Linked DNA regions of Sus scrofa: region 2 is linked to region 1. Evidence: chromatin contacts called from public HiChIP or PLAC-seq data. All regions are on one chromosome and are shown on one strand. Each heading gives the region's core, a stretch centred on a gene start, on an enhancer-like site or on the middle of the called end of the contact. The rest is flanking DNA. Distances are from core to core; before and after follow the strand shown.

The links. HiChIP or PLAC-seq counts read pairs in DNA pulled down with a chosen protein or histone mark.
Region 2: an H3K27ac HiChIP or PLAC-seq map of skeletal muscle shows a contact between it and region 1. The contact joins two enhancer-like sites. A contact is called at or near these places in 11 of 47 Hi-C or Micro-C datasets (alveolar macrophages, embryonic fibroblasts, fetal skeletal muscle and 6 more) and 1 of 2 datasets of contacts at active chromatin or transcription factors (skeletal muscle).

What each region holds. Positions count from the first base shown.
Region 1 is chr16:71,315,072-71,317,912 of Sscrofa11.1, forward strand. All of the region lies in intron 1 of LOC110257252 (a long non-coding RNA gene), which reads right to left. It overlaps LOC110257254 (a long non-coding RNA gene), which reads right to left. Exons shown (of 2, transcript XR_002339619.1): 1 at 2,643-2,841; 2 at 1-235. Among named protein-coding and RNA genes, the nearest start is that of ATOX1, 17 kb to the left of the region's middle. Within about 2 kb of position 1,335, at least 22 of the 83 cell types and tissues checked have an H3K27ac peak or open chromatin away from gene starts, as enhancers often do. A contact at or near this core is called in fetal skeletal muscle, omental adipose tissue, skeletal muscle and 1 more, where this site is marked.
Region 2 is chr16:71,358,423-71,361,289 of Sscrofa11.1, forward strand. All of the region lies in intron 1 of LOC110257252 (a long non-coding RNA gene), which reads right to left. Among named protein-coding and RNA genes, the nearest start is that of SPARC, 8.3 kb to the right of the region's middle. Within about 2 kb of position 1,474, at least 57 of the 83 cell types and tissues checked have an H3K27ac peak or open chromatin away from gene starts, as enhancers often do. A contact at or near this core is called in fetal skeletal muscle, omental adipose tissue, skeletal muscle and 1 more, where this site is marked.

The DNA of each region.
Region 1 (2,841 bases), core at 85-2,584:
AAAATCTTAAGGCGGAATAACGGGAAGAAGCCGTGAAGACACACTGCCTGGGACAGAGTCCAAGTTCCTCTGGCACCTGTAAGCACTTGATGTCCATAGGCAAAAGATGTGATGACAGGGTGGTTGTGGGGGTTACGTGAGGCCACACATAGAAATCACTTACTGCTTGCCAGTTAAAATCACTCAGTGAGCACGTTCTGTTCAAATATTTTTTCGTGTGTACTTAATCCAAGACCTGTAGAAATGGCAATTAAAATTGCAGTCAGCCTAAAAGTGCCTCACAGAATTGATTTAATTATATCAAAACAAAGGGAATATTTTTGTTTGTATAGCTTTATTAAAAAAAATTTTTTTTTTTTTGGTCTTTTGTCTTTTTAGGGCTGCATACGGAGGTTCCCAAGCTAGGGGTTGAATCAGAGCTACAGCTGCCGGCCTATACCACAGCCACAGCAATGCAGGGTCCAAGCCGTGTCTTTGACCTACCCCATAGCTCATAGCAATGCCGGATCCTAAACGCACTGAGCGAGGCCAGGGATCAAACCCATGTCCTCATGGATCCTAGTTGGATTCCTTAACCACTGAGCCATGACGGGAACTCCCTAAAAAAATTTTTTTAAATGATTATTTTTTCCATTATAGTTGATTTACAGTGTTCTGTCATAATCCAGCAGCTCTCAAACTTTTTCATCTTAGGACCCTTTTACATGCTTAAAAACTACTGAGCATCTTAAAGAGCTTATGATTATGTGGGCTATGCTGTATTAGACATCACAACAGGAATTTTGGAAATGAGGATACATGAGCTTATTTATATCCCATTAGCCTTCGGGATGAGATGAGGTCATTGCCTAGCATTTAGATTCTGGAAACTTGACTGCATGATTGGAAGAGAAAGAGAAAAGGGCGTCTTGTGGGAATGGTTTTGACCTTGTGTTCCTCCTGAAAGTTCTTGGCAGATACGCTACGAATCACTGCTTTGACCATCTACTGGGTACTGACCAGGGACCAGCACTGCTGGACCTGGGATGAAACCTGGCTCTGCCCTTGGCCACCTGTGACCTCGGACCGGTCACCTCATCTCTCCTGGAGGCGGTTTCCTCATCTGCATGACACACAGTAACTCTACTTCAGGGACCTTAGGCAAGACTTTATTCCTGCTCTGAACTGTGTGTTAGCAGAATGGTGGTCCCATCATGAAAGTATCAAAACAAGTCTCAGCCACTTCTGCTTTTGTGGTCCCTCGGGGGCACAGGGACTCTCCCAGCCCTCCTGGTATCTGGGCTTCTTGGCCACAAGATGGCAGTATCCTTTGCATCTGGCTGTCCGCAGGCGATGCTGGAGACGCGTTCTGTGGGCGCTGGGAGTACAGACTTGAGTTCTTCCATTTCCACAGCTTCCCAGGAGACCTGGTTCAGGCTGGCTGGCCCACTGGGTACACGCAAAGATAGAGACACTGGTGCCTCTTGGGGCCAGTGGTCCTTGGAGGAGTGCCTCTCCTTTGGCTCTTTTCTGCCCACATCGCACATCCTCCTCCACCCCCACCCCACCCCCACCTCCCCGCATCCCGGCTGGAATCCAGGTGTCCAGCCGAGGCCCTTGGTTCTGTTCTCCGAGGCCCCAAGGAGCTGGGGGAGCAGCCCAGCTGGTGGAGCGCACACAGCTGGGTGGGGCAGGGGAGCCGATGTGCCCACATGTTACGCAGGTGGCTCTCTCTGGCACCGACCCCGGCCCACCTGCCTGGCCTTTCCAGCCCTTCCTGCAGCCAGCTGCACCTCCTGGGTCTCCCAGGTGCCCTGAAAAGGAATGATCTCAATGGCCTCCCCACGGCTGCCCGTCTCCATACACAAATTCCTTCCCCTCCCTTGCATACCACAGCCTCCACAAAACCTCTCCCCAACTGGAAGTCATTTATTTCTGCCCTTGGCCCTGACAGCATTTATCCTCCCAGCTGCAGTGCTGAGGCAAATCTTTTCATCCACGTGTCTTTCCTGTCCTCGAGGTTCGGGCCACACACCTCTTCCCTCTGTGTGCGGAACAGGCCCTGAGGGGGTGTTCGAGGGGTGTGTAACAGCTGCCACATGGGGGCATTGATTGCACGTCCTGCCCTGTGTTAGTGTCATTCATCTTCATCTGGTCCCTGGGTGGCCGTGGACCTGGACAGACTCGGACCCCATGGTAGGTATGCAGGAGGTGTTTGTGGAGTTGATCTTACAGAGGAGATCACTAGTCTGATCCTTTTAGAAAGTGTATGTTTCTGGGAGTTCCTGTCATGGCTCAGTGGTTAACGAATCCGACGAGGAACCATGAGGTTGCGGGTTCGATCCCTGGCCTCGCTCAGTGGGTCAAGGATCCAGAGTTGCTGTGAGCTGTGGTGTAGGTCGCAGACGCGGCTCGGATCCTGCGTTGCTGTGGCTGTGGTGTAGGCTGGTGACTACAGCTCCGATTCGACCCCTAGCCTGGGAACCTCCACATGCCGTGGGAGCGGCCCTAGAAATGGCAAAAAGACCTAAATAAATAAATAAATAAATAAAAAATAAAAGGTATATGTTTCTGTCAAAGGTCCCTGGTGTGAGTACAGCAGCCTGGAGCCACCCCTGGGGCTCACCATCCCCACCCCGCAGCAAAAGCAGCCAAAGCCTTACGTTGCTCAGTGTTGACATCCCCAGGGCTGGCGAGAAGCCACACTAGTCCCCAGGGTGCGGGGGGCAGGGCCGGGGGCTGGACTCAGGAGATGGCCCATCATTTGGTCCACTGCTCAGGGTCGTGCGGGCTGCAGAGGGGATCCTCTGCTCTGGGTGAACTTGAGCACATCACCTCCTGTCTCTACTTCCTGTTAAAGAC
Region 2 (2,867 bases), core at 224-2,723, 43 kb after region 1:
GTCTCTCTGGTTTCAGAGGCGCCTTTACAAATGCGGCAGCCTCCTTTCCCGGGAATCTGATCTGGGCACAGCTGCAAGAAGCACCGGCCGTTGGCCAGAGCCTGCCCTGCTTCCCATTCCAGAAGAAACTTCCTAGACTTGGTTCTGGGTCAGAGCCTCTGTTTTCCAAAAGGGCCTTTGCATGAATGATAAATTGGTCTCTGGAAGACAAAGGGGGAGTCTTCACCTTTAAGCAGAACTTCTGGGAAGGGTCCCGTTTTCCTGGAATTCTCCCCTCTCCAACCTCTGTCCCTAACACACACACACACACACACACACACACACCTCTGATTCCGGTGCCGTTCAGCCCGATATAGCCCTATCAGTTGGTCTTGAGTTAGGCATTGTTCCCATCCTGGGCTCCCTGGGTTGTAAACACAGGATCTCACCAGCAGTAGCCCTGTGTGTGTGTAGCTCTGAAGACCCCAGACATCTGATATGGTCCAGCAGAGGCCCTGGGTCTGATGGGAGGCTGGTTGTGGCGGGGGATGTGCTGTAAAGAGTGGAAGGGAGAAGGCAGGATGCACAGGGGTCCAGGGCAAGCTTCTCACATCTTGCTTTGAGAAGCTCAAGCCCTACACAAGGCTGGTGTGGAGCCTTCTAGCGTGTTAGCTCTTCTTCAGGTAACCCCTTCCAGTCCTTGGCTTCACTGGCCGGATGATGAGTGGACTTCCTGAGTCCCCAAGGACACCAAGAGAAAAAAGGGCACTGGGGGAAGGCATGGCTTCCAGGAAGCCCAGTATGCTCCAAAGGAACAGAGAGGCACACGTTTTCCTCCAGAAAATTCTATTCTATGCAGAACCCATAGAGAAAGCATTTTCACCAGCAATTCTCTGGGGTTAAATTGCTATACAGCCAAGTTCTGACGGCAGGGGAGAAGCACATTAAAAGTAGAGAGGCAGACTTCAGGCACACATTTTATGGATCATCTTAGGTAAGTGTCTCCTCTGGACTTAGTTTCCCTGACTGTAAAGTGGGAGGGTGGGCTTAATGGTCTTTAGGGTGCCTGACGTCCTCTGAAACTTTCAAAGGAGGGTCTCAGAATGAGAAGTCATGGACTAGCCTTTGAATAGGCTTCAAGGCAACTGCAAACCCTTTACACTGGACATAGAGTGTGTGTGTGAGTGAGAGAGAGAGAGAGAGACAGAGACAAAGAGACAGAGACTGAGACAGTGGCAGTGAACAAGAAGGCGGTGACAGCCTTCAGTCTTCAGATATTCTCAAATGTCTGCATGACCCTCCAGGGAGCATGACGTGGGAGACGGGGTAGGTGGGGACTGGCCGAAAGCAAGGGTCTATTTGCAGGAGGAGAAAAGCTCTGAAATGGGAGGGGTTGGGGGAAGAGATAGTTAACTCGCAGCCCTCAGCTGCCACATCGACAAAGCCTGGAGTGGAGGGGGGGTGGCGGTGGAAGGGGGTGGGTGCCTGGAGAAGGAATCAACTTTTGAAACTTTCTCCAAGTCCCACCCACTGAAAGGCTCTCTTTGGCGTGACTCACTCTAGGAGGAATGTGTGTTGCCACGGTAACCTTTTTTTCAGGGTCTCCGCCTGCTGGCTGGGAGGGGACATAGAAACCCTCAGAACCTCAGGCTCCATCTGAATGTCCCCCAGGCCCCTCTCCCCCAAACACCAGGACAGCAAATGCTAGGCCCTGCCCTGCTGATGGGACCCCAGGGCATTGGTGATACACTTCCTGGACTGGACAGGCTCCTGGAAGACCTGAGCTTTAATTCCACTTCTGTGTCAAAAGGGCCACTTGACCTTGAACGAACAGCGTCTCCTTTCAGAGTCCCCCCCGCCCCCCCGTTTCCTCCTTGGTTAAAAAGCAGTAGCAGCACCACCCCAAGAGTCGTCGCTCTGAGGACAGAACGGGGTGATGTACAGTGAAGCACTTGCTAAACTGCGGCCCTCCCGCCCAGGGAGACAGGATTTTAGAACTGATGGACTGATGGCGTCCAGAGAGTTGGGGATAGCCTTCCCAGCTTTTCTGCCAGGCAGCTTCGTCTTCTTGGGGTTTGCATATAACTGCCCTCTACTAAAAGAGCTGCCAGGCGCTCTGCGACGAAATCAGTGTGCTTCATATTCTTGCGATTTGGCCGTCTGTGCGGCTATTTCCCAGGAGTGCTGTGCCCTCCTGTCGAAGGAGCACTGGCCAAGGGAACGGCAGAGACGGACCTTAACGCACAGGGAGTGACCTTTGGAAAGGCCTCCCTCGCCATCTCCGGGGACCTCAGTTTCTCAGTCTGTGAAATGGGGAAATCTAATCTAGGTGATCTCCGTCTCTGCAGTCCTGTGAACAGAAATCCCGGGTGCTGCTTGCATTAGCGGGAATAGTTGGGCTACGGTTTTAACACTCCCTGGCCCCCTGGTTGAAAGGAAACCAAGGAGGAGGGACTGGGGGATCCTGGGTTGCATAACAGTCCTGCTAAAATCTTTATCCATCTGTAGAGACTTGTCAACCAAGAGTGTGGCTGGGGTTTGCGAGCCACAAGAGCCATTTTCTTTGCTGAAAATAAGCTGCAAATAGAAAGGGAGGGCGGAGGAAAGGAAAGAGATGAGGATATGAGGTAAACAGGAGAATATTTGGTTTTTGAGGTTATTTAGATGGGTAGCTCTGTGTGCAGACATAAATAGGGACAGACATAAACCCAAACCCATGAGGATGCCAAGGATATAAACACTGATTTCACCACCAGGCACTCATTGGCACAGCTAAAAATAAATGTCTCCATACCTGAACAGACGCAGAAGGCTAGGCCCTCACATGGCTCTTCCTGAAGATACCTGGACGCGTAGGCAAGTCCCAGGTGGGCGTCTTGATACAAGTG